Linked DNA regions of Rattus norvegicus: region 2 is linked to region 1. Evidence: chromatin contacts called from public Hi-C data. All regions are on one chromosome and are shown on one strand. Each heading gives the region's core, a stretch centred on a gene start, on an enhancer-like site or on the middle of the called end of the contact. The rest is flanking DNA. Distances are from core to core; before and after follow the strand shown. Region 1 has its middle 32 kb from the start of Trib1. Region 2 has its middle 180 kb from the start of Trib1.

What was found. A called contact is a pair of places that touch in the nucleus more often than the background predicts.
Region 2: a Hi-C map of kidney shows a contact between it and region 1, with 3 times the contacts expected there. The contact joins two enhancer-like sites. A contact is called at or near these places in 3 of 12 Hi-C or Micro-C datasets (hepatocytes, kidney and liver).

Annotation. Positions count from the first base shown.
Region 1 is chr7:93,126,135-93,130,474 of GRCr8, reverse strand. No RefSeq gene overlaps it. Among named protein-coding and RNA genes, the nearest start is that of Trib1, 32 kb to the right of the region's middle. Within about 2 kb of position 1,989, at least 21 of the 93 cell types and tissues checked have an H3K27ac peak or open chromatin away from gene starts, as enhancers often do. A contact at or near this core is called in kidney, where this site is marked.
Region 2 is chr7:93,269,136-93,273,475 of GRCr8, reverse strand. No RefSeq gene overlaps it. Among named protein-coding and RNA genes, the nearest start is that of Trib1, 180 kb to the right of the region's middle. Within about 2 kb of position 2,180, at least 13 of the 93 cell types and tissues checked have an H3K27ac peak or open chromatin away from gene starts, as enhancers often do. A contact at or near this core is called in kidney, where this site is marked.

The DNA of each region.
Region 1 (4,340 bases), core at 740-3,239:
GTTTCAGGGCATGGAGCCCTGAAAATCAGGATTCTAACTGCTTGTCTGCTTGCTTATTTTATTTATTTATTTAATGTGCATTGGTATTTTTGCCTGCATTCATCTGTGTAAGGATGTCAGATCCTCTGGTAACAGTTGTGAGCTGCCATGTGGGTACCGGGAATTGAACTCTGGTCCTCTGGAAGAACAGTCAGTGCTCTTAACCACTGAGCCATCTCCCCAGCCCCCGACTGCTTCTTAAAGGCACAATGAGAAAAGTGCACGGCTGAGGATGTGTCAAGACTGTCATTAGATTTTTAAAGCCTGTCGTGTTTCGCCCGCACGCATGTTTATGTACTGTGTGCAGTCTTAGTGCTTGCAGAGTCTAGAAGAGGAACTGGAATTTCACATAGGTGTGAGCTGCCACGTGGGTGCCAGGAATTGAACCCACAAAGTCTGGAAATGCAGCGAATGCTCTAAACCTCTAAACTATCTCTCCCAATTCTCGTGACAAAAGTACTAGACAGAAACCTAACGCTAGAAAGGCAGAGACAGGTGGGTCTCTTCTGGGTTCGAGGCCAGTCTGGTTTACACTGAGTTCCAAGCCCACCAGTGCTATATAATGAGACACTGTCTCAAAAATACCAAAATTTAAAAATAATAAGATAAAATAAAGCCAAGTGTCCTTCTTCCCTGTTTCCTTATCTGTGCAGCAGCCAGAAGATGCCACCCACATTTAGGGTCTACCTTCCCACTTCAAATAATCTGATGAAGAAAATCCCTCGCAGGAGCACCTAGCATCTGACCTTTTAATTGATTCTAGACACAGTTAAGTTGAAAATCAAGATTAGTCACCACAGACTGTATGCTTGACATGGATGTATTTTATTTCTGTAAGTTCTATCATAAAAAATAATGCTGAGACAGCAAGATGGCTCAGTGAGTAAAGATACTTGTTACCAAATCCAGTGGCCTGAGTTTTGTCCCCAGGGCCCATATAATGGAGGAAGAAAATGGGGTCCCACAGACTTCTACATGTATACACACACACACACACACACACACACACACACGTGAATAAAATGTAAGTAAAACCTTCAGTTGAAATAAAACTGATAATGAAAATAATTCATTCGAAGTGAACAAGTCGATAGATAAACATGAATACCGTAAAAATCAAAAGTAGGAAAAGGAAGGCTTGACTAAAGATGAAAACAGAGTCAAAGTTAACTCAAAAGGCTCACAGCAGTCACTTAATCAAGAGGAACTACACACTGAACTCCAAGATTCCCAGAAGCCAAAGCAAAAAAGAGGAAAAGAAATATCCACATCTTCCATATTCTTAAGAAAGAGAAAAGAAAAAAAAATCAGTGTTCATTAAATAAAATCCACTCATAGAGAAAAGTTACCTTTTGAGTATTATTGGAACTTAGAGAAGGAAGTGACTCATTCAGCTTGGGAAAACCAGGAAATGCTACAAAGATGAGGAGAAAGAAAAGGAAAGGAAAAAATAGCCCTTGCTGCTCTGGGAAGGCTGGATAAAAGGGGGTGGGCTCAGCCTTGGAATGGGAAATGCCGGCTTAACTCATTTCCTAGCCGCGCTGCAGCTCCACAGAGGCACCGCAAGAGGTCAAGGTCTCAGTCAGCAGGAAGAAGGCTGGAGCCAAGAGCCTCGGGCTGTTTCTACACAGCTTGAGGACAGGATGGTCACTCCAGGGCACGCAGTTCACGGTTCACCAGTGTCCATAGACCCATGCAGCCTGGGTCAAACCTCAGCTGTGTCCTGTTCCGGAATATCCCAGAGACATCCAGCCTGTTGTCACTGGTCAGTGGGTAGGAGAGGGAGGTCGGTCCCCCAAGACTGGCAAGAGAATTGGTAACCCAGGCAGAACAGGTTGTTGGGATTTCTGAGGCAATCCTGACTCCTTCGTGTCCCAATCAGCTGAGGGCTGTCCCTGCCCACAGGGTGACCTCTTCTCCAGCCGGAGGCTTCCTGGTCTTGGTGAACACTCAGGAATGCGCTACTCAGGAGATGGAGCCTGTGTGTCAGCTCTTTTCCCACATTCAGGGTTTACAGCTGACAGAAGTGTGTTTCAACAGGATTTGCTGAGAGAAGATGAGGCCATAATCCAGGAAACTGCCCTGATAAATCACGCATGAGCTAACGGGGCATTCTGGAACATTCTTCATCATTTGGAAAGGGAAGTGTTGGGATTTAAACAAGACTAAAGCAGAAATGCTGTGCCAGAGAGGGAAGAGCAGAGATGAGCCGTGCAGACACCACACCCACATTCGCTCTTTCCAGTGTACAAAACTATTCACACCTGCCCCCCCGCAACCCCAAGCTCACTAGGGGGGAGGGTCACTATGCTGTTCTTTGACAATTCATCCTATGACATCACGTCTCATTTGATCCCAGATGGAAAGCTGTAAGAACAAACTTCCTGGATAGGAATTAGTAGCCTTCTGCTAGAGTTCTCCTGGGGAGATATCGGAGCTCATTCTGACAGAGCAGCAGCCCCTTCGCTCTCATCTCTGGATCCTTGGCCTTCTATTCCTCCTCGCCTGGGACAGTGGTTTTCTGAAGTGGCAACAGAACTGTTCTGTGCAAGGCTCTGTCCCCAGCCTATGAGCTGTAGCTTTTTCCCAACATGTATTCTGTAGGTTAGCAGGCCCAAGACAGATTTTATAAAGTCCTTGCTCCTTCAAGTCCGTGCTTGACATGGTGCCCTCCAGGTGGGACCTTCAGCTATGCAGGCCAAGCGGGAAGACTGTGGTTCCCACCATCCACCCAATGGAGTGCCAGCTCTCTCAGGGATACCAGTCAAGTTCTTAGAGAACCTCACCATAGTTGTGCTCATATAGAACTCTGAGGTTTCCAAGAACTGTCAGTCAAGCCTCCCACAAGTCCTCAAGGTAGGCCCTAAACTCAGTGCGGAGAGGGAAACTGAAATGGAGAAAGAGCGACCAGTCATGAAGTAAATAGCCAGGAGATTGGGCTTTCAGTCTGGGACAGCGGGCAACCCTACAGCCCTCCTCCACTCCTCTCCTCACCCTCTAGAGTTGTTTCCTCCTCTGCTACATGTCTCACACTTCTAGAACAAGGCCCCAGGGCCACACCATGAGGAATTGTGGTTCGGCTACTTACTGGCTGAACAGTCGTGGGTGGATTACTTAACTTTGTACCATAGTTTCCTCATCTATTTTAAAATGATTGATCTGGAATGGGAATGGAGTTCTGCAGTAGATTGCTTGCCCAACATGCATGAAGTCCTGGGTTCAGTCACCAACACTAGATAAATCTGGCATGGCAAGTCACACCATGTAATCTCAATGTATGAGAGGTGGAAGCAAGAAGACCAGAAGTTCAAGACCCATCCTCAGCTACACAGTGAGTTCAGGGCCAGCCTGGGCTACATGAGACCCTATCTCAAAAAGGGTGAAGTGATTTTACGTTATTTGAATTTCACCCAAATACAGAAATTGTATAATTTGTTAATTTTTGAATGAATATTTGAGACGAATTCTTACTATATACATTCCTGACTGGCTTGGAACTCCATAAGTAGACCAGCCTGGCCTTAAACCTGTGATGATCTTCCAACTTCAGTTTTCCTCTCCTCAGATGAAGGACCCACACTACCACATCTGGCTATGTTTATTCATCTCATTTTACTTATTAGTGTGTGTGTGTGTGTGTGTGTGTGTGTGTGTGTGTACACTCACATGTGTGCACATATGTGTGGGCGCATGTGCATGTGAAGGCTAGAGGTGGCCAACATTTAGAGTCTTCCTCAATGGATTCTTCACCTTACTTTTTAAAGGTATTTTTTAAATGTGTTTGCCTATGTGTGTCACATGCATGCTTGGTGCCCTGAGGAGGCCAAAAGAGGCTGTTGAATTCCCTAGAATTGGAGATACTGATGATTGCTAGCTGCTGTGTGGGTGCTGGGAACCAAACCCAGGTCCTCTGTCTGAAAGAGCAACAGTGCTCCACCTTATTTTAGAGGCAAGGTCTCTCACTGAACCTAGAGTTTACCAGCTAAACTGACCGGCCAGCAATCCCTAGGGATCTTATTATGCTCAATCTCCACACAGTGTGGAATCAGAACCACCTCCTGGCTGCCTACAGAAGTTAGTCCTCTGCTGCTGCCTGTGGATCAAGATGTAGAACTCTAGCCTCCTCCAGCACCAAGTCTGCCTTCCTGCTACTATGCTTTCTGCCATGATGACAATGGACTAAACATCTGAAACTGTAAATCAGCATCAATTAAATGTTTCCCTATTAAGAGTTGCCTTGGTCATGGTGTCCCTTCATAGCAATGAAACCCTAAGACACATGCCTAGCTTTTTAATGAAGA
Region 2 (4,340 bases), core at 931-3,430, 140 kb before region 1:
GGGATCTAAGGAAATGTACTGCTTGTTGTGAATGACTCCGTTTCCTTCCTTGCCTACCCAGCTTATCCCAGTTCCCTCAAAGCACTTTGGATATGGGGAGGCGGCTGCCTCTGCCATCCGGGTCCTGTTTCCAGCTGGTGGCCTTGTGCAAAGGTGCCCTGTTCTCCTGAGGACTCTTTCACGGTCAGCAGAATGAAAATGGCCATGTGCAAGCTTCGTGTCAGTTGCAGGTACCTGGTGGGGACTTAAGAAGGATGGCTTCCATTTCTCCCAGGCCTTCCCCAGGTTGTGGTTAGCACAGGAAGAGAATGAATGGGACACCATGATGAAGGAAGAGGGGATGGCTCCAGAAAGATGTGCCACTCGGCTCTCTCTTCTGCTCATATATGCCTGGTGCTGCAGGGGACAGATGAAGTCCTGAGTGAATGATTGTTGGCGACAGGAAAATGGTCACATCAAGGACGCCAATGCCTCAAACTCACAGGAGTGACAAAGCCTTTCCCTGGTCCATGCGTGGATACTGGCAGAAAATGTCCAGGGTAGCTTCCTCCTCCCACATGTTTACAGCCTAAGAGTGCTCCCCATAGAGACCCCCACCAAGACCTCCTTCAACTGCGTGCTGCACCCTTGTCCAGCTGTATACAGCAAACCCACCTCCTCCGGGTGTGTGAAACAAACTGCTGAGCTCCCGGGCTGCGGCTGGTGCTTTTCTAGCAGAGCGCCTGACCCACCAGATCCCAGCTTTCCTGTCTGTGTCTGCGTGCCTGCTTTTCTTTAATCCCTGTTGCCCCAGTCAGGTCAATCCCTAAGTTGTGCAACCGACTGTGGCCCTTCAAGGACCCATGTGTGCTTTATTCTCCCCTGGTTTCCCAGAGCCAGACGGCAGCTGTTGCCCTACTGAATGAACCGTGCAGAGGCTGCATTCCCCTCACCCTGACCTTTGCTAGGCCTTCTGTGGACTTTAACCTTACATAAGCATATATTGCTGTCACCTTCCCGTATCCAGCTCCTATGGCATGAACGAGCTCGGTCAAGGAATGGTTTTTAGTACTCTTCGTGTACTGAGTGCCTCTGGGCACTTGGCTGCCTGCTCGGTATTCAACAGATGCGAGGCCCTGGAGGCATTGCTGGAGTTCAAACCAGAGATCCTGATGCTAAGTAGGGTGAACAGAGCTATCCAGGGTAAAGAAGACTCAACCTCTAGAAAAATAAGGCAAGAGATCATCGTGCACCATTCACCGCACTCACATTCCAAGTGTTCTCAGGTTTGGGTCACTTGATCTCAGCAGAGAGCTGAGCACCACCATCAGCAAATGAAGAAACCAAGTCAGCGGAGGAGACTTATTTAGGGTGGCAGAGACAGACAGAAGGACAGGGACCGTGGGTCCTTTACCTCAAGGGACCAGTCTCGTCAGAGTGGGTCCTAGAGAAAAAGCAGTTTCAACAGTATGGAAATTAGAGCCACAGTATAAAAAAAAGTCATAAAGAGCAGGCTTCTGTCATGTGATTCACCAGCTCCAGGCTTACCTACATGAACCTGGGCTTGCCTTTGTCCCAACACAAAGCTTTTAACGAACGAATTGCCATGATCCTTACATTGTGCTTGAAGAAAAGCAATCTCTCTCGGGGGAATGGCTAGGTTGCAGGTCACAAGTTATTGCAGACAGCAACGGTAGCACAAGGAATGAGCCCCTAGCCTTCCCTGGGGAGTGGAAACTGCTCAGAGCATGACACATGACTTTTTCCAATGATGCTCACAAAAAGTTCAAACAGAGAAGGCATGTGATGCAGAGGTCTGGGGCAGAAGTCAGGGTATCCATGGAGAAGCTTGGGAAGCTGACCTGCTCTATCAGGACACTGAGAGAGACCATGTGTGAAACACAATCCTCAGAGCCTCTTCCTGAGGAGACTGGAGCTCTAAAAGGCTCCTGGGAAGGAAAGGTCACACCAAATTTCTAATCTGGGTGGGGTGGGGGGCACTCTGAGGAAAAAGGAATGTCCCACTCACTCCTCCATGCACCCCCAACCCCAAGGAATCTGAGCCACCACAGCAAGATCCTCGGGGTTCCTTATTAATGAGCCTGTCAAAGATTCTGCCCAGCTTCCACAGACCGTGGAAATAATTCATAGCGACAGAGCGTGTTTATGTGGGATGACTGCCAACCTCTGGTTTCTTCAGCCTCGGTGCTTCCTCTCGCTCCACTGACCAACCAAGGCCTGGGAGGAGTCTGCCCTCAGCGACAGAAGCCATAGAACACCCAGATCCTCCCTTCCCCCACTCCACTACCACCTGTCCCCAGCAGGGTCAAAGAAGCCACTCTCTTGGGCTCTGTATGGTCATCGCCTTGGCAACCAGGGAGGTTATTTCTCCCTCCTAACCCAGTAAAGGTCTGAGGGGGCTTTCAGGCTCCTGGTACATTTCTCAGAAATACACTGCAGAGGCTTGGCATGACCTCAGAGAGAATGCTAACCAGAGCACAGATGCAAAGAGCAGAGCTTGCCTCCTGCCTCAGCCCAGTCCTTCCTCTCTTCCTCACCCACAGCCATTATAGTATCTCACTTCTGGTGTTCCCGCAAAGGGGTCCTGAAGAAGCCCTGCTAAGCAGTGTACCATCTCTGCCTCTACCACAAAAGCCAAACTCACCCATCAAATGCAGGAAATGGTCAACTACATCACAGATAAGGCAAAGAGGAGCCATCCTCTCTGATTTAAAACTTTTAGCGCATCTTGTGACACCACAGTAGATAAGGCTCTACAGGTTGTACACTTGTGTTTAAACAGAGTTTGGGAGGGTTTGTAAACTGAAGTGTGTCCTCAGCAGCTAAGGAAAACTTCAGGGCATTTGCTCAAATGTAGGCAGCAGAGGGGTGGCTAAACTGAGTGAAGATTGCTACCCGATTACTAAGAACTAAGAAAGCTTCTAATGATTACCTGTACTGGGAGGGTCACTCAGCTCTTGAAAGTGCGAGTTAACTAGATAACCGTATTTGCTATACACTCAGTGGCAGCTTAGAGAGAATATGCACCAATACACATATCCACACATCTATGAGCATCCGAGGACCCACAGTCAAAAATACAAGTGCAGTCAATTATTCCTTGTAGTAGTTATGTTCCATTGAACTGCCATGAATATTTTAATTATTAAACCATGCTCCAAGGGGAAACAGAGAGTTAGGCTTTTCATAGCCTCTGGCCATAACATTTCATCAACCATCCAAACACATCCTTATTTGACGTGTTTTTATGAACAGTATCTTATTTAATAAACTCGATACATGCACACCAATTTCACAGGCAACAGCACTATCTCAGGCTGTAGGAAGTTTATCTAAGCGGCACATTCACTGTTCAAGTGAATAGAAGCCCCCTCTTAATTAGGAACATCAGACAACATTTATGGGGAGCACCTCACCCCCAAAAGAAAGCACAAAAATGGCCAAACCATGGAACTAAATGTCTCACAGAACATTTTACAGTATGAACTAAAGTGAGAAGCATGGACGTTGGTTTGGTCTACATCCTCAGGAGCATAGGTGTTAAGCTAGTCCAAATTTCACACCACAACCACGAATGGCTAAGAAAGTTCTTTAAGAACCTTCCTGGGGACCGCATGCAAACATTAGCACACGGGAGACTTTGAAAATATAGACTCTGCATGATAAAAATTGTGTGTATGTGCATATACAATAATCTATATGATTGTATAGGTATAAGCTATATTAAATGCATGTCTGTGGTCCCAGGATGCAGGCCATCAGGAACCACACGCTCCGGTGTTCTAGGACCCAACTGAATTGGCCTTGATGACTCCATAGGGCAGAGCTAGAGTTCTCTCTTAGCAGCACTGAAGCCAGCGCCCAGGCAAAGAGTGAAGCTCTTCCTGAGGGCCATGTCTAAAGCACCTCATGATTGCCCTCTAACCAAAAGTCATCCTTCCAGCAGCCTGCAAATCAGAGACAGCTGAGGCTCAAAGGCTCCCCCAGTGCCTGCTCCCTGAAGTCCATGCAGGCTGCCTCAGCTTCTGACTATTTCCATACCCTCACTGCTAGGCGCAGAAGATGGGCGCTTCATCTGATGCATCTGTCTGTGTTCTGAGCATCCAGCAAAGAACTCGGAGTCTAGAAACCCTTTAAACACAGAATCACTGAATGTTAGAGATCACCCCAGTCCAGGTTCCTCAAACTGAGGGTCTTGGACAGGTTAGAATGGTCAGAAATGCAGGCTCCCAGACACCTTCCTGCAACTGTGAATCTGAACTTGAGGCAGGCGACAATACTCTGCACCAGAACAAGTTTTCCAGTATATTCTAATAATGCCTACCATGTTTTCAAAGCTC